2 separate regions of the Macaca mulatta genome follow, and region 1 is linked to region 2. A link is a contact called in public Hi-C data. All regions are on one chromosome and are shown on one strand. The core of a region is the stretch at or near the end of the contact, and the rest is flanking DNA. Distances in the headings are between cores, read along the strand shown.

Region 1 (4,062 bases), core at 805-3,304, 63 kb after region 2:
TTTTTTTTTTTTTTAATTTTTATTTTTAGTAGAGACGGAGTTTCACCGTATTAGCCAGGATGGTCTCGATCCCCTGACCTCGTGATCCACCCGCCTTGGCCTCCCAAAGTGCTGGGATTACAGGTGTGGGCCACCGCACCAGGCCTTTTTTTTTTTTTTTTTTTTTTTTGAGATGGAGTCTTGCTCTGTCGCCCAGGCTGGAGTGCAGTGGTGCGATCTCAGTTCATTGCAACCTCCACCTCCCGGGTTCAGGCAATTCTCATGCCTCAGCTTCTCAAGTCTCACCCTTCGGAATAGCTGGGATTACAGGTGTGCGCCACCATGCCTGGCTAATTTTATTTTTTGTATTTTTACATGTCTTGAAATGGTCCTTCTTGTCTTCGTGTGTGTGAAGGAATGGGAGGGGTGGGAGGCAAGAGGTTGGCAAAAAAATCATTTGTCTCTTTGTCAAAGAAATCTCAAAAAGACATAATGATCTACCTATATTCGCTAGCGCATTTTTTACCACATATCTCTGCAGAGTTGGGATATTTAAAACAAAACACAAGGTAACATGTTTCACACTTAAAAGCATGGTAGACTGTAGGTTACAGGTGATGTGAGGTGAGGCGATTTAACAAGCTGCGGTGTTTTAAATATCTCCTATACTAAGTGGTTTGGTTGCAAAAATAACTCCAAGAGAATATGACATGACCTAAAATATAGAGAAGAGCATCTTATTTAAGCAATACAATGTGTGAAGTATGTTAACAAAATCTAGCTCTGCATATACTGTATAATATCTGAACTGGGATACATCAGCCCCTGTGGTTCACTATTTTTGGTTCTGAAATGCCAGCACAAGGGGCCAGCCTAAGGGCTCTGATTACCTTTCACACATTAGGAAGACAGCAACTCTGACATATCATATGATACAGAAACCTTCTCTGTACTGATCAAACACATCATTCAGTATGGAGTCATTAACTGGAAGGGCTTGCAGCAGTGGAAGTGAACTCTAAACACCACTACGTCCTTCACTTATTCACGCAAAAATTATTTATTGTATACTTACCCACGCATTGGGGATACAGCTTTAAAAAGGATTACGACCCTGCCCTCACAAAGCTTGCATTCTTGAGAGGGAGACTGATAATAAACAACAAATCCACAACGTTGTTTCAGACAGTGATGAGGGCTGAGAAGGAAATAAAGCAAGGCCAAGTCTTTATAGAGTGTGGCTATTTTAGATGTATGGTCAGACAAGGGTTCTTTGCAGAGGTGACATCTGAGCTGAGACTTAAATGACAAGATGGAATCAGTAGGCAAAGTACTAAGCAAAAGAAACGGCTCTTGTGCGAAGAGCGAGCAAAAGGAATGATTAACAATGATGGATGGAACTTGGCGACTTCCAGGAACAGCATGAAGGCCTCTGTGACCAAAACATGGTGAGAATGTGCTGATGAGGTCCCAGAGTTAGGCAAGGAGTTTCATTTTTTTTTTTTCTAAGTGCAGTTGGTATGCACTGGAAGTTTCAAGTAGAGCGTGGATTGTGAGGGATGTAATAACAACAGACAGTTTAAAATACAATATTGTACTTCGATTTGACTTCTTCGAAACCTAGTTTCCAATTCCAGTGCTGGTCAAACAACACCCTGGCCGTCCCTGTTTGCGCAGGCTGTTTGCGCTCGCCGCGGCTTGTTTGTCCCTGGCGCCCCGCTGTTGACAGCCTCGGAGCGTGTGACAGTTGGCAGGCGCAGTGAGGCGCAGCCCGAGCCAAGTCAATGCAGGGGCCGGGGCTGAGGGAGGGGAAGAGGCAGAGGAAGCGGTGGTGGCGCGCTGGGAGGGCGGCGGCCTCTGCAGCGAGGGTGGTGGCGATGCGCAGACCGAGAGGGGGAAAAGGAAGCCTTCCCCGAAGAGCCTCCTGGGGGCTCACGGGGCCCCTGGCGGTTCGGCCCCGGAGGCTAGCGGGGCTGCCCGATTTGGCACTGGAAACAATGGTGGCTCGGGGCTGGAGGCAATTGCGCGAGAGCTGGGGGGCAGGGGCGACTAGGGGAGTTTCGGTTTCTCGGGCCTAGCGCCGCGGAGCCTTGCTGCGAGCCCCAGCGGTGGCACCCCCGGGAACCGCAGGTGTTGATTTAAGGCTTGGAACAGGCAGGCCTTCTGCCCACATCCTGCGGCGCCTGTGATCCGGCCCGGGCGATCCGGCGCCGGGTTTTGTTATCCGCCCGCACCTAGAGGCCGCGCCCGCAGCCGCCAGCCCCGGGACTGGACCCCAGGGCGCCCTCGGCCCTGGACCCCGGGGAGCCCTCGGCCCTGCGGGGTCCCTGCCCTCTCTTCCGTCTCCTCCTCACCGCCCTCCCGGGGCACTATGATGCGGGAGGGCATCCCTGCCGAAAAGACCTACAGCGCCCGTTCCCTCGGTCCTTCGAAAAGTGATCCCTCGGCGGCCAACCTCCCCAGGGAAACCGGCGATTCGCAGTTCGGATAGCGACCTTCGCCCGCAGGTTCCTGCTCTGCCTTCAGACCTCGGCTTCAGTGGCACCTGCTCAGCGAGGCCGTGTCCCACCAAGCCATCCGAATTAGCTACCCACTCACTCGCCATCACGTCACCCCGATTTAATGCGCAGCGGGGCACTGACTTTACACTCGTGTGTCTTCTGTGTTTATTTATGGTCTGTTTCTGGAATGTCCGCACCTGGGACTGGGACCATGTTTTCTGGCGCAGTGCGGGTGTCTCGGCGTCCAGAATCGGGCGGGTCGCAGTAGGGCTCCACAATTGTTGAGTGACTGAACACGGTTCCCGGCCAGGGAGAGCGCCGCAGCCAGGTCCACTTCAGGCAGTGACGGGGCGGGGCTTTCCCGGCCCCGCCCAGGCCCCGCCCCAGCGCGCACCCGCTCCCACCTCGCCTCTCCGCTGAGCCGCCGGGGGTTAGACTGTGCATTTCCCTCTTGCTTCCCTCGCTCTTTCTGCAGCCGCCACGAAAACCCGGAACGGCGGAGCCACCGAGCGGCGGAGCGGCGCCGCCCCTCGCGGCACCTCCCTGGCAGCCCCTGGAGGCCGCGCTGGGCATGCTCAGTCGGCTGGGCCGCCTCAGCTTTCGGAGTAGGAAGCTCGGGCGCTCGGGCTGTGAGGAGCCGCGGCGGGGGGAAAATGGAGCCCTTCACCAATGGTGAGTGGGCAGCCGAGGCGCCGGGACCCAGGCTCTCCGGAGCCCCGAGGGTCGTGGGCAGTCGTGATACGCGGGATCGGGCTGCTGCCGTCACCCCCCACACCGCGGGCTTCCCACGAGGGTTGGGGGAGGCAGGCAGAGGGATCTAGGGGAGGCAGGGAGGTTCGGGGGGCGGGCGGCGGCCAGTGCGGGACCCGGAGCTGGCGTGAAGGTCAGCGCCGCCGCCGCTCGCCCGGGGTGCGGCCGGTGGGCGAACCGCAAAGTTTGGGCTGCTGTGCGCAGAGGAGTGGGCAGTGGGAAAGTTGGCAGCTCAGGTTTGCCCCCGGAGGAGGCGGTGTCGGGCCGACTGTCCTGCAGGAGCTTTAAGCTGTGGCAGCCGCCGAGCCCAACTTTTGTGGGGCGCCAGGAGCTGTCCCCCTGCCCTTCAGTGAGCTGCCGGCGTGACTTTTCCTAATAGGGCGGGGTGGGGGTGGGAGGCTTGGCAGGTTAATGTTGTGGAAGGAAGGAAAACTTCAGGAAAGGCTTGCTCACCTCGCTCGGGGCCGCAGAGGTGCCTTCCCGCAGTGTCACCCTGCTGACCCTGCCGAGGTACTCCGCCGGGCCACCACGCTTCCCCTCACTGGCTGCAGATCATATCAGTTTTTCAGTCAAAGACTTGTTCATGTCAAGGGTCCGTCACGGTGATACCACTGTGTGACAGGAAGCGAGAGTCAACGTAGGGAGCCTGCACCCTGCAAACAGCCACAGACAGCCCTTCACTGAATGGGGGGCATAAATCCCACACTAGTTAGAACGATGGCTTTTGTGCGACCCAGAAGTGCCAGACCCACGATACAGGGGTGAGATGAGATGTCTTACCATTTTGCGGTGTTGAGTGTGTGGATTCCCTTTTAAGATAGAAAGTAGGAAA
Region 2 (4,612 bases), core at 1,761-4,260:
ATCAATGTGTCTAATTTGGAGATGAGGAAGTGAATTATTTTAAGAAGATGATTCAATTCTCTTTATCCTAGGTTCAATTTATAATTTTAAAAAAATGAAGTCATTAAGATTTAAATCTGTTGAGAACACCCTAAGAGGATAGAAACATATGTAATATATTTAATAAAAATTCTCTACAGGGTGTGATGGCTCACGCCTGTAATCCCAACACTTTGGGAGGCCTAGGTGGGTGGATTACCTGAGGTCAGGAGTTTGAGACCAGCCTGACCAACATGGTGAAACCCTGTCTTTACTAAAAATACAAAAATTAGCTGGTCATGGTGGTGGGAGCCTGTAATCCCAGCTACTCTGGAGGCTGAGGCACAAGAATCACTTGAACCCAAGAGGCGGAGGTTGCAGTGAGCAGAGATCGTGCCACCACGCTCCAGCCTGGGCGACAGAGTGAGACTTTGTCAAAAAAAAAAAAAAAAAAAACATGCAAATTAGTGAAATCTTTAAAATATTTTGACAATAAAGTCTCATCTCTTTGGAAAATTCACTTTTAACTCATTCATTCTCACCTGTTTGTTGAGGGCCTATGATGCGTGCAACACTGATAGGTGCTAGAAAGAGGTGGAATCCTGGTGCATGGCCCATAGCCTGAAGTTGATAATCTGAGGAAGAAAATAAAACACAAACATGTTAGCCTCAGATGAGGGCCAGTAGACCTACTAAACAAATACCTGTAGTTAGGGACTGGAAAGGAAGCACGTGTTACTTCCAAAGTGGCTTCTTGGGGCTGGCATTTACCTTGTGATAGGTGGTTTACACAGAGGACACTCTGAGTGTTCCACAGACACTCTAGGTCAATGGAGAGGCAGGTGCAGAAAAGCTGGGGAAACACAGGGCTCATCCAGAAGTGGAAAGTACCCTGATGTGCCTGAAGCATGAAGCAACCTGTTGGGCAATCTAGGAAAAACAAAAAACAAAAACTAAAACTAAAACACTGAAAATGCATTCATCCACTCAGCTAACATTTGTTGAGGGTCTCTTACATGGCAGGCTCTGCTCTAGACTGGGCACTCGGCAGTTAGAGGGCAGACTTGCTACCTGCAAAAAGCTTATGTTCTAGTGAGGAGACAAGAAAACAAACAAACAACTATATAACGAAGTATCAGGAACTGACCAATGCTAAGAAGAAACATAAAGCAGGCTGACGGGATAGGCCTCGGTGGTGGCAGGGTGGATTTAGAGAGGGGTGGTACTGCCTTAGAGCCAACAAGGAGGGTCTCTCTGAGTAAGAGACAATTCAGAGACCAGGATGAAATGGAAAACTGAGACATGAATTCCCTAAGCCACAAACCTCCCAAAGCTTATCCCAAAGAAAAGAAAAGAAGAAACAAGAAAAGAAAGAAAGGAAGAAAGAAAGCAAAGCAAAGCAAAGAAAAGTTAGGAGCCCATTTTGCTGAGAAACTCTTTTAAATAAGCTGCAAAGTACTTGAATCCTGCTCAATTTTCACTTCTAGGATTCTGCATCTCAATTCCATAGCCTGTTTCTTCATTCTCCACCACCACTTCTGTTCCAGTGGGCAGGAGAGAGCTCTGAAAACACACATGCACTCGCCCACATACCCACAGCTAGGCTGGATCCTGTGACAAGGAATATCACAGAAATACTCCCAGCCTCCTATACCTCTTCTACTTGCCCCCACACCCTGTAGAGTTAGAGTCCGTAGATAAGCCCTTGGGGCCTCCTCTTCTTTGTCCTCTTTGTCCCCTTCTTTTTCCCACTCACTGGTTTCCAGCCATCCCCCTTCCTGTGGTGTCCCTCTCACTACGTGAAATGCAGCTCTGAGGGACCCCATTCAGTCTTATGCCTCGGGCCTTAGGTGTAGGTAACTGCCTTGCTTTCTGCCCCTTCTACATTATCGACTTGTTCATTCAGGTTGAGATAATAAAATGTAGAAATGGGGAAAAATTAAAGCTTGAGACTTAACTAGGATCTAATCATGGCAACATGTGCTGTTGGGCCAAACATAGGTTGCAAACACAAACCACAGCAGGACAAGGCACATGATACAAGTCTCTGAAGAGCGTCTGCAACACAATAAGGGCTAAGCTTGCTATATTTCACTCAACAATAGAACTCGTATGGATATATTGCCTTTTAATAGACTGTGATTCAAACAAAACAACTATAGGCTGGCATATACGCTGCCAGTCGGCCACCATGGTTCCCACTCTAGGACTTGCCCCTCTGTAAATGGGGAAATCAAGGAAAGATCTTGAGCAGTGGGGGAGGCATGGTCAAGCAGTAGTTGAAAGGATTAATCTGGTGGCATTGTACAAGTAAACTGCAAGAAGCTGAGCTTGCGAAGCTGGGAAGATATGGGCGAAGGCCATTGTGAGGAAGGATGAGGACCTGGACTACTTTAATAAGCAGTGGGAGTTTTTCTTAATTGGATAGAACGAGATTGAAAATGATTCAAAAGGGCCAGTTGTGGTGGCTCATGACTGTAATCCCAACCCTTTGGGAGGCTGAGGCAGAAGGATCACTTGAGCCTAGGAATTTGAGACCAGCCTGAGCAACCTAGGAAGACCTCATCTATAAAAATAATAATAATAATAAATTAGCTGGGTGTAGTGGTGGATGCCTGTAGCCCTAGCTACTTGGGAGGCTGAGGTGGGAGGATCATTTGAGCTGAGGAATTCGAGGCTGCAGTGAGCTGGGATGGCACTACTGCACTCCAGCCTGGGTGACAGTGAGACCCTATCTCAAAAAAAAAAAAAAAAAAAAGGAAAAGGAAAAATCCACAGGCTTTGGTAACAAATTGGAGAGGGACAGAATCAAAATAACTAACTATATGGTTCAATCTCAGATAATGGAAGAAGGCTGGAAGCATATAAAGCTCAAGCAAAGGGTGTTAATCTGGGGAAAGAAAACACTGTTTGAGTTGTTAGGGTTCTGGTTCAGGTTAGGGTTAGACATCCACGTAATGTCAGTCCATCGGCCTGTTGGAATTACAGCAGCAGAACCCTTGGAGGAGGGATCACAATGGGAGCAATGTGGGATGAATGGGGATAAATGCTAAATCTGGGTACTGGAAAGGATAAAGAGAGGGCAGAGCAAAGTCCAGAGGTTTCATCTTTGTGGAAGGTCTATATTCAGAGCAAAGAGGAAGTAGAAGCCCAACTCAAACAGGCAGATAAAGAGAGATCAAAGAGATGAGGGTGAGATACAGTCCCCTCGTACCCAAGGAGACAGGGAGGTTACAGACTGGAAAAATTGAGAATAATCACCTCTGATAAAGACCACAGAAGTTGCCTGGGAGGTGTTTGGTACGCTTGGAGTTAGTTACATTTGTCGGGTGCATGGGCAGAAGTCAGATTTCATAGCACTGAGGACGCAGCACAAGGAGAAGTTCAAGATCAATTCCTAAGGCAACTTGGCACTAAAAAACATGAAGTATGTTCTGAAGGCTTTACCCTGGGGATACGGGAACGGAGGCGATAACAGCAGAAGTGGCAGCCACTGGCAATCCTTTCTTTCCATGGTTTGGCTTATACTCCAAAGCCACTTATTAGTGCATTCTGCAAAAAGTTTCTTATCCTTTTTGGAATAAAGCTTGGATCCTAAGCTCCATTCACACCTGCGTGATAATGAACCAGCTAGCACTGTACTCAGGAAGCGTGCAAAGTTCTGAATCTTATAACAGAAAGTGAAAGCAAAAATAAATTCTCCTTCAGTCAAATCTGCAGCAGCATGACTTAAGGTAATGTATCAACATTTCTCTTGGGTTTGTCTTAAAATTAGAATTTTTCAATGAGAATAATGAACTGAAGGTATAGAACTGCTGTGTTGAGAAGGTTTTGTAATCTAAGGCAACATTCTGGAGGACCGGGGTGAATTGGGCATGGCTGTATTAGAAAGTGTATGCAGTCGAGGGTGGGACTTGATCTAAGACTCTGCTGCACTGACTCACTCTCTTTCAGAGATCTTTTTGTCTTTTCTAAACATTTGTGATAATTCTTGCCTCTTCAATCCCAGGATGTTTTGTTCACTGCATTGCTATTTAAGGTACAGTGCAGTATAATAGAAAGCTAGAGGTCAAAGAGCTGTGTTTTAGTCCTGATTCTGCTTCAAACTTCCTGTGTGGATTTTGAGAAGTCACCATCCTGTTTCTTTACCTGTTTATTTAATTTATGTATTTATTTATTTATTTTGAGACAGAGCCTCGCTCTGTCGCCGAGGCTAGAGTGCAGCAGCACGATTCAGCTTACTGCAACCTCCACCTCCCAGGTTCAAGCGATTCTCGTGCCTCAGCCTCCTGAGTAGCTGAGACTACAGACATGTGCCACCATGTCCGGCTAATTGCTGTATTTTTAGTAGAGACAGGATTTCACCATGTTGGTGAGGTTGGTCTCGAATACCTGACCTCAGGTGATCTGCCCACCTCGGCCTCCCAAAATGCTGGGATTACAGACCTGAGTCACTGTGTCTGGTCCTGTTTCTTTATCTGAATACTAAGGACTTGTACTAGCTGGTCTTTAAAACCCTTACTAGTTCTAAAGTTAAAGACTGTGTGAGTAAAGCTTTTCTCTCTACTTTTATCAATCAAGTACATCTCTGGGA

What was found. Hi-C and Micro-C count contacts between places; a contact is called where the count stands out from the background.
Region 1: a contact with region 2 is called in a Hi-C map of blood, with 2.5 times the contacts expected there. The contact joins the promoter of LNPEP here to the promoter of ERAP2 in region 2. A contact is called at or near these places in 2 of 14 Hi-C or Micro-C datasets (blood and liver).

Annotation. Positions count from the first base shown.
Region 1 is chr6:103,289,911-103,293,972 of T2T-MMU8v2.0, forward strand. LNPEP (leucyl and cystinyl aminopeptidase) reads left to right here and starts at 2,055. Exons shown (of 18, transcript XM_001092287.5): 1 at 2,055-3,152. The coding sequence starts at 3,134.
Region 2 is chr6:103,226,301-103,230,912 of T2T-MMU8v2.0, forward strand. It overlaps ERAP2 (endoplasmic reticulum aminopeptidase 2), which reads left to right and starts at 3,011. Exons shown (of 19, transcript XM_015140480.3): 1 at 3,011-3,752.